Linked DNA regions of Gossypium hirsutum: region 2 is linked to region 1. The links are chromatin contacts, called in public Hi-C maps. All regions are on one chromosome and are shown on one strand. The core of a region is the stretch at or near the end of the contact, and the rest is flanking DNA. Distances in the headings are between cores, read along the strand shown. Region 1 has its middle 38 kb from the start of LOC121209957. Region 2 has its middle 23 kb from the start of LOC107891119.

Region 1 (5,206 bases), core at 806-3,305:
CACCTTGATTTTTGTTTCCAGAGTAGCTTTTCATGGTTGAGAACTTCTTCCAACTCTTCTCTTAATTCCATCTCTTTTTGTATCAAAGATGTTGAATTTGTCTTCTCTAGTGCATGTTGAATTTTGCTTAGCTTTTGCAATATTTTTAATTTTCGGGTTCCAATGTGCCCATAGGTTTTTTTGTTCCACTCTTTTAGCCCTGTAGAAAGCTTTCCTAGAGCGTAAGTCATGTCTCCCTTATATTCCCATAGTTTGGAGATTGTATTGGAGAAATCTTGATGTTGAACCCATCCTACTAGAAACCGAAAAGGTCTTCCTTTAGCTGAATTAAGATCCAGACATAAATCCACTAGTAGGGGTCGATGATCGGATTTGATTCTCACTAGATGTGTGACTAGGCACTGTTGAAGAGTACGAATCCAAGGAATGTTACCAATTGCTCGATCTACTCGTTCAAGTATCCCTCCTCTTTGCCATGTGAAGGAAGGTCCTCGGAATCCTAAATCTTGTAAATCATTGTTTTCAATAAATTCTCCGAATAAGGGGCACCTTTTCCCAACAGAAGTCCCTTTTTTTTTCATTTTTGGATAGAATAGAGTTAAAGTCCCCAATCGCCAACCAGGGAGTATTGGTTGTAGGGATAGTCTCTTTTAAGGTGTCCCATAGAAAGCTCCTCTTTGTTTTATTAGGACTTCCTTAAACAAAAGCAATGAGGATTATTTGGGTAGGGGAGCCATAAGATATTTGTGTATGTATGAATTGGGGGTGATTTTAGAGAATTTCAAGTTTGACAGAGGATTTCCATCCAATACAAATTCCCCTTGAAAAACCTCTAGCTTCCACTCTATGTGAATACTGTAATCCTAATTTTACAATTACTTCGTCAGCTTTGCGGCCACTTACTCTCGGTTCTAATAAGCTAATAATGTCCGACTTGTGTTCCCTATTATACTCTTTAAAAGTACGAGAAAATTTCTCATTCGCACACCCTTGACAATTCTAGGAAAAAATCAAGATTCTAGAGTTCATTAAAATTAAATAAATGCGTATATCGGGTTACTTAATTACTGCCTATTCTCTGCATTGTCTCCTATTTTTCCTAATGTTCCACTAGGAATTTCATTTACCAGCCCTTGCTGGACTTGGGTTTGCAACAATTCAACCATATTACTGATAGATTCAGGGATTGAAATTTTTGAAGGGGAGACTTTAAAGGGGTTACCTTTTTTTTTGTTGACTTTGAGGTTTCTTCCTTTGTGGGGATTCCCTGTTTTTGCATTGTCGCGTACTGTTGATTCCACTGCTTAATTGGCTCCTGTTTTGGTTTTGATGTTCTGGGTATTTCCTTTGGTTGTGGGTTGATTATTTTCTTGGAAGAGAACTATTGAATGCTTATCAGCGTCTAGAATACTTGCTGTTGGTAGCTTCATAATTTCTTGAAAAGTTTGCGAATTTAACTGGGCAGAGCTTTCTTCGATAGCCCCCCAACATCCTTTTCAGGAGTTAAAATGCTAAAGTTATTTTGGAGGTCTGTAGAAGCAAGATTGAAAGATGTATTAATGTTGGGTGGTAGTTCCTGTCTTGATTTTTCCAGCAAGTTTAAGCTACGTAAGAAATTCACTTCTTTGCTATTAACTTCTTTGCTGGTTAGGTCTATTTGCTCCTTGTTTAAAGCCCTAGTTGCATCTTCTATTAGGCCTGGTCTGGTATTATTGATCTGTCTTTCATGAGACCCAGTAGCAGATTCTTTGGAGTGCCAAGTAGATTTATTACCAGTGCTGGCTTGGCCTTTTTAATCCCATCATGCTCTGTCAGTATTATGGAAGTTTGGTGGTGGCCAAGGCTTTGTGGTGGGCTGCTTATGTTTGCTGCTTTGACATAAATCAAAGGCCTTTGTGCTAAAATAGTTTTGTCTATTCGCACTTCTGTTTTGTTGCTGGGCCAAGAAGGGTCTGCAGTTTGTATTCCTGATTTTCGCCCATCATTAGGGTGTGTAAAGTGGTCAGATTGAAATGAGCCAACATCTTTTTCTGAGCCCGGCTTTAGAGGGTCAGTATTACCTTGTTCATAGTCCATTCTGGTTTCCTCGCCGCGAGCTTTAGGGAGCCCACTATCATCTATATTTTCCAGAACCTGGAATCTAGAGTTTCTTGCTGTTTTGGTTGCGCCGTCGCCCTCATGTTTCCATCCTGTTCTTCTAGTTTTCTTTGCCTTCCTTTCAACAAGCATCCATGGACCATATAATTCTCTATTTGAGTTTTCTGCTTTGTTTTCCTCCAATGGATGTCTTTGTCTCGTCTGATCTTCTGGGATATCCTCACCTATTCCTTCCAATCCCATCTCTTCTTTAGGGCAAATTTCTTTTGTGTAACCATAGTGCCCACACTGGAAGCAAACCATCGGAAGGTGCTCGTATTCTAATCGTTGTGTAACTCCATTAATAAGTGCCTGTGAAATCAAGGCCTTTCCTAGGTTAACAAATACTGCCATTCTCGCAAATCTCCCTCTTACTCCATTATCGGTGTTAAAATCTAATTTTTCTACTTTTCCTATTGTTTCTCCGATTTCCCGCAAGATTTTTCGCTTGTACATGTGCCCAGGTAACCCAGGAAGACGAATCCAGGCCATAACTATATTAGGGTACGGTTGAGCAGGATTAAATTCCATAGTCCACGGTTGTACTGTTAAGTACTGTCCAAAGACTACTAAGGCCCTTGGCTTAGAACTCTCTCATAGTCGTCTGGATTTTTGAATTTTGCCAGAAAATAACCATTCTCTACATCCATTAGGCGGAATGGCTGAGAGGGTTTCCAAAGTGAATAGACCTTATTCTGCAAAGCAGTATATCCTATATTCCTCCCCAACAATTTGATTACAACTGTAAGTTCCATGTGCTTAATGAGGATTTGATTGATTCGATCAGAAAATTTTATTGAGGGAATGCCATTGATTGTCGATCGCTCCACATCGTCCTTTGATAACTTTAAGTCATCCTCCTATTCTGGTCCTTCCGCGTTCGATGGGTCCCCAATCGGATGGAGCCCTTAGCCCATCAATCGATCTTTCCATGAAAGAGTTTTCCCATTTTCTATTGTTGCTTCCATATCGACTTCCCAATTTTCATCGATATCTCGCATTCGAACTTTCTTTGTTGATCGATTCGCTGGTTCGCCTTCATCGCTTCCTTGGTTCTCCGATAAGTCCATTCTGAAAAGTTGCTTATTATTTTTACAATTATAAGTTCATTTTAATATACCATAACAATTATTTTTTCTATCAAAAGCTATAAATGGTAAAATGACATTTTAATTTTTTGAACATATAAAATTTTCATCTTTTTAAAATATTTTATTATATTAAAAATTTAAATACATAAAATTATTAAAATATATTTAATATAAAAGATAAGTATAATTCAATAAATTTTAAAATAATAAAAATCAATCACAATTTTTTTCTCCAAAAAACATGGTCAATTTATTAATCGGTCATTTTTTTTATTTCAATTTCTTAGTAATTTGTTTGTACTTTCACCTTTCTTTTTCAGTAAATAAAATAAAATATTATTAGTATAATGTTTAAATTAAAAAAATATATTATATTTTATTAATAGTGTTAATGGAAACAATTTAGATATAAATTCTAAGACATTAAACAAATTTAAAAAAAGTTGTTGATCGAATAAAAAAATTATCTTAATGGATAACTCAACATATTTATACATGGAATATTTTATGATAAAAGTAACATTAAAATAAATAAAACATTTTATCCAAATTTATCCTTCCTTGTTGTGCAACTAAGCATTAATTATTTAGCCTACTTTTATTTTATTTTATGGTGGATGCATTGAATAGTCTTGAAACGTGCAAGCCTGTTCATTCCAGAAAATTATAAACAAAAGTAGTTTTGTTTTTTTCAAATAAAAGAAAAAGAAAAAAGGAAAAAAAAATAAAATCTGTTTTATATATAATCAGATTCCTTGACATTCGTTGGTGGATTAAATTTCTTTGTCATGAATATTTCACATATTAATTTATATTTTTGGACTTGGTGACTGCGTGTCTCCCAATGATTACAAATTATGTAATTTGACTTGTCAATTATTGATTAAACACAATTTCCCAATCCCAATCCCTTCTTTGTGTTACATATGATGCTAATTTATCATAATTTAACTATGGTTTTTTGGAATATAATAAGGATTTATTTAGTAAAACAGTATGCTTAATTAGAAATTTACATGTAAGTGAAAGAACTAATAAAATTATAAACCGTGATGCATCAAATAATAAAATAGAACACACAACTGCGTATGTATATGATTGCTTCTCAAACCGTGTTGGATACTGGAAACATTGACCTTTGCACGTTTCAACTTCTATACATTCTATGAGGCCAATCACATGCCTACAAAATCTCCAACTATATATTCATATTCTGGAATGTGTTGTTCATACCCCAAAGAGCTTCAAGAAAAAACCGAGAGAAAGAAATGATGAGATTGAAGGTTACATTTGTTCTATTCCTTTTGATTCTTCCGCTTGCCTTGGCAAACCTTAGGGTTGGTTTTTACAGAAGAAGTTGTCCAAATGCCGAATCCATAGTTCGAGCAGCTGTCCGACGACGTTTAAGCCGTGATAAATCCATCACTGCAGCCTTGCTTCGCATGCATTTCCATGACTGTTTCGTTAGAGTAAGCTTTCTAGGAAATGGAGCACCATGGCATTAACCCTTTTTTGTAAATGCAAAACTTGACGGTGCGTGGATTCGAGCTCATCGATGAAGCGAAGAAAGCTCTAGAAGCCACTTGCCCTTCAAAAGTTTCATGTGCAGATATCATAACACTAGCGACCCGAGATGCTGTGTTTCTGTCGGGGGGACCCTTTTATTTTGTCCCAACAGGGAGGCGGGACAGTCTGGTCTCGGATCCTGACGAAGTGAACTTGCCAGGCCCTATATTGACTGTTTCAGAGGCTTTCCAAGCTTTCAGGGCTAAAAACATGAGCATGGATGATATGGTTACCCTTTTGGGAGCACATACAGTTGGTGTCGCGCATTGCAGTTTCTTCTTGGACAGGATTACAAGACCTGATCCTACAATGGATCGTGGTCTGGCTGCAAAGCTAAGGAGCATTTGTGGTGCAGCCAGTGGTACCAATCCTGACCCTACAGCATTTCTGGACCAGGCCACACCATTCGCCGT
Region 2 (5,206 bases), core at 795-3,294, 120 kb before region 1:
TAACACAACTTTAATATTCATACACATGAATAAAGAAGGTGGAAGCTAATTGGTATTTCTCTTCTTGAAAAGGAAATAGGCTAGGAAAACAAAACTGAAAACTTGATTAGAATAATTGACCAGAAAAAGTTTTCAAAAAGAAGAACAAAAAGACTTTGAAAAAGAAGTGATTTCTATTTGTTGTGTGTTTAATGAGGAGAATGACCCAGGTATTTATAGGATTTTCTGAAAGGCAAAACGGTAAAATTAAAGGGGTAAAATGGTAAATCCGAATACTCAATTTCTTGAATTACACAATGGCCAGAAGCCAGTTTCCAAAAAAAATGCAACAATTTGGTTGGTCAAGTCAAAATTGTAACAGTTTAATTTTTATAAAAGAAAAATAAAAAATTTTATCCAGAAAAACCTTGCATGGTACGTGTCGTAAACACGTGTCAACACGGACACAGAGTTGGCACTCATGTGTTGGGCCTTATCCTCAATTACTCAATGTGAGTAAGAAGTAGGATTATATTTAAACCCGTTTTAGAAGTCTTTCCCAACCAATGCGAGATTTACATTTTTCTTTTGCATTACTAACAACCAATAATGAAACATACATTTACCTAATATAATTTTCTTAATATAATAGTTGAAAAAGTAAAAAAAAAATAGATGACAATTTCATACTTAAATATTTATAAAAAGAAAAAAGAGCATACAATTTTTCAAAGAAGAAACTAGTATTAGTCAAACCATGAAAAGTATAAATTACAATAATAAAATGTAATACTTAACATTGTTATGCTATTTCAACAACATGAAACTAAAATTGCACACATATCATTTTAACAATTTTTCACTAATAAAATGTAATATATAACTATTTTACAACTTTTCAAATTGCATAAAACCATAAGGGGTTCAATTGAATAAATTAAGCAATGTTGTAAGGATACAATTGCACAAATTAAAACATGCTTAAATGATTAAATCAATTAAATGGAAACTTAAAATTAGGTATTAAACTAGAAAAAAAAAATTCGAGGGACCTAAAATAAAATTATCTTCTACTTCCTTTTTTTCACTGCGACATTCATTTTTGGTTGCAAGCCCCCCATTCCTTGAAAACAATAGCAAACAAATAGTTGAGATATAATAATGAATCAAAATAAAAATTGTCTAAAAAACATAACTTATCGTCTAAATTAAACTTAATATTAAAACCGATAGTCAATTATGTACATATATGTAATTTAATTTAATAATTGATAGTTAATTTTTGCAATACTCATTTATGTATTTCATATTCTGGAACTCTTAAATTCAATATAAATTCGATGTAATTTTATAATATATACCATTGCTTTGGGTTAATTGAAATATATAAGAAATACTTTAATGTGTAATATTCCATTACGTATACCATAAATTCAGCATTCATAATGAATTTTTGACTTTTATGTGACAAATTAGAGTCATCAATAAAAATTACTCAAATTAATGAGATGTCTTACCACTTGTCAGGTGAAAAAGTGGTTTACATTTGAAAGTTACCAAAATACTTAACAACCTCACTCCATTTGTGTATAAAAGTAATGTTAACAACCCCAACCAAATGAGTTTTTGAAATGATGAGAAGAAATAGGCAGCAAGGAAATTACGAAAGAGATGAGGGGAAGAATTAAGTTTATTTTATTTTTTACTCTGGACCTAACATAGTTGGGTCTTATAGTAATTTATAAACATGGTTTGGTTATAAAAATGCTGATCTATAGTAATAGCTACTTGGGTTTTTATTGTTTTCTTTAATATTATTAAACAATAAATTGATCGAATCTGTGGTTAAACCGATTGAATCAACCAGATTAAAAATCGACGATCGAACTGGTTCAATCACCGATCTAAATTTACAAACATTAATTATAACAGTAATTAGTAATGTTGTAAATATATTTGGGCCTTGATAGATTAAGTTCAAAAATCCAATTAGAAGAATCTAATGTGGACCAACCCAACAAGCCGAAGAAGTAGGTTAGTCCACAACCCAACAATAAACGCACTTATGGGGCCTTGGATGGACCTAATTCATAAAAATGACTTGGGTAAAATCCTATAGATAGGAATATAATTAATAAAAAATCAAGAAATATTATCTATTTCTATCCATAATCCGAGAAAAATTAGAGTTCAAGTCGTTGTCCCAATAATACGATATTAGCTAAACTAAAATTTAATCAACAAAATATATTATATTTTAAATACACTTACATTAAAATAATATGTAAAATTTGATATTGGAAACAAAAACCCATTTGATGATAGGAGGTGTTTGACAGATTGGCACTAAAGCGATTGAGAGTAGAAGAGAAAGAAAGAGGCTAATTTATTCCTTTATACGTACTTTTACACATCATTGCAATGGGATCCAAATATGACTGACTCACACCATTAGCAATTAAACAATCCCTTTATGTCTGCTTTAATGCCTCAGTGAAGAGGAAAAACAGAAAAAAAAAAATGGCAGCTTTCTTCTCCCACTTTAACGTTCAGGACTTTAGCTACTGTTTCCTTTGTCCTTTTATCCCCAACTTCCAACGTCACCTTAACACAATAAATATACCGGTTTTTGCTTCTTTTTCCTCTCTTTTAGTTTTGTAAGTAAATAATATATTTCAAGTTTAATATAAAGATTCACCAAACCAATTTTTTTTTAAACAGAATAGCATATTTTTAGATATATTGTATTACTTTATTTAATTTTTAGTTTATAAAATATAATATTACTTGAACCAGATATCTCTTACTGACCATTGCTTTTAGAGTAGGATCAGTCTGTATATTGGTCCGCAAGAATAGGTTGGATGGATTAACTTACAAATCGGTACGACCTGGTTAAAAACTCAATTGAATCAAGCTATTAATTTTTTCTATTTTTAAATTTTTAATAATTTATTCAATTGAATCAAACAAAATCGATCAGATCGAGAATCGATGGTTTGATCGATTCGATCATCTGATTCTAAAAACTTTGCTTATTGTTTTATGATAAAAACGTTAAATTTGTCCATTAATCATTGTACTATGCATAAATTGTGAATTTAATCTTATACTTTAATTAGATCAAATTTAGCCCATATACTTTTTGAAATGATTAATTTTAGTCTCTCTACTTTTCAAATTTTGAAATTACAATCCTAAACCCAAACTGTAGAAGTGAAATCTAGTTGGCTAAATAATGCTATTAATCTTGTAATATGTGTAAACTATGGATTTAATCCCTATACTTTATTTTATTCAAATTTAGTCCTTATACTTTTTAAATTGATTAAATTTAGTCCTTGTACTTTTCAAGTTTTGAAATTACAACCTTAGCCCAAACAATAGCAATTAAATCCAATTGGTTAAATTTTACTATGCGTAAAGTTATAAATTTAATTCACATTCTTCAATTGCATCATTCTTAGTTTCGTACTATTCGAATTTCAAAATTTCAGTTTTGACGCAAGCAACAACAGTTAAACCCATTAACTGACTTTTTTTTTAGTAATACGTGAAAATTGCTAGTTGGCATGGTATTACAAATATGATAATATATTTGCTACGTTGAATTTTAAAAATAACAAAACTTAATGAATTTAATAATTATTATTTATAAGAGTTACAATTTAAAATTTGAAAAAGTATAAGAACTAAAACGATTAAATTAAAGTATACAACTTACATAAATTAAGAAAATCATAAATTCTTAATAATTATTTATGATGTATATTTAAAATTGTTGTTTTAGAATTATATTTAATCAGAATGAGACCAACAAGTTTGAATGAATGATGAGAGATTTGAATAATTTATCCCTTCAATTCACCTTTTTCCTGAATTAAATCCACCGGAATGTGGTCCATTAATTTTAAGATAAAACATTATTGAATAATATATTTAATGCCAAAATATATTTTATTTAAATTTTATATTCAAGTTGTAATAATATTGATTATTGATATTTCATTAATTACTAAAACTATATTTATGTTAAGGTCGAATGCAGATCTTAAATTCATGCATCTGATTATGCAAATTACTCTTTTTAAATACATAAAATAGAATAAAAAATTAATTTTTCCTCTGTTGAGCATTGAATTAAGTAGAATATTAAAATGAATATATTAATCCACTCATCTAAATATATCATTTAAAAAATCCTAGTATAATTTATTTTTATTTTCCTCTAATGCTAACTAAATACAGATTTTAAATTAACCTAAGTCCAACATCTGAGCTATGTACCAATTACTTTTAACTACGATATTAATTTTTTTTTTCTAAATTGGTTACTATAATAATTTATTTATTTAAATAATTTTTATATTTTAAAATCTTAAGTAAATAAATATAGAGTTAAAATCAAACTATTATGAATTTCAATTAAATATGTCACAAAGTTAACATGAAAAATAAACAAATATTGTATACAATTGTAAGGTATATTATGCTTCCGGAAAGAAATCTTAAATTCAAACCCTAAAAATGATATTGTTAAAAAAATTTTAAAAAGTTAATTTTCACCGCTTGCAAAACTGAAATGAAAAATGGCATGCATTATAGACATTAAAAATTAATGTGAAATAAAACTATATTAATGTATAATATTTTGAATACAAAAAGCTAATGAAGATAAATTTTTTTAATAAATCATGTAAAATAAAATATAAACTAAAACCCGAAACATAATCTTTAAATTGAAGTATGATATAATATGTAAAATATTATATAAATTAATATATTACACAAAAAATAACATAAAATAATTGTAAAAATTTCTAACAACATTAAAAACTAAATGTAAATTTTAATATAATTATATTTTAAACAATTAACATTCAAAATTTTTAAGTTGATGCCTCATACTCTAAATTGTTCACTAGATCCAGACATGTAACCAGTTCTGAGAAATTGGCCAAAAAAAAAATTACCATCAATTTACTTGCTGACTGCAGCTTCACAAATCACAATGGATTTGGATGACTTTTATTTATTGTTATAGATTATAGATATTTAGAGAATGAAAATTTTAAATAAGAAGATATTTTCTATTTAATGTTTTAACTTTCCAAAAATGAAGGACCAGTTAAATTAAAACCACATTGAAAGCAGTGATATTTGCAGAAATAATTGATTGGCACACCAGATTATAATTGAGCTTTTGCTACTTCTTCAAGTAAAGTAA

What was found. Hi-C and Micro-C count contacts between places; a contact is called where the count stands out from the background.
Region 2: a Hi-C map of leaf shows a contact between it and region 1, with 4 times the contacts expected there. The contact joins two enhancer-like sites. A contact is called at or near these places in 4 of 34 Hi-C or Micro-C datasets (callus and leaf).

Annotation. Positions count from the first base shown.
Region 1 is chrA11:91,760,795-91,766,000 of Gossypium_hirsutum_v2.1, reverse strand. It overlaps the pseudogene LOC107904879. Among protein-coding and RNA genes, the nearest start is that of LOC121209957, 38 kb to the left of the region's middle. Within about 2 kb of position 2,055, at least 9 of the 9 cell types and tissues checked have an H3K27ac peak or open chromatin away from gene starts, as enhancers often do. A contact at or near this core is called in leaf, where this site is marked.
Region 2 is chrA11:91,878,794-91,883,999 of Gossypium_hirsutum_v2.1, reverse strand. No RefSeq gene overlaps it. Among protein-coding and RNA genes, the nearest start is that of LOC107891119, 23 kb to the left of the region's middle. Within about 2 kb of position 2,044, at least 2 of the 9 cell types and tissues checked have an H3K27ac peak or open chromatin away from gene starts, as enhancers often do. A contact at or near this core is called in leaf, where this site is marked.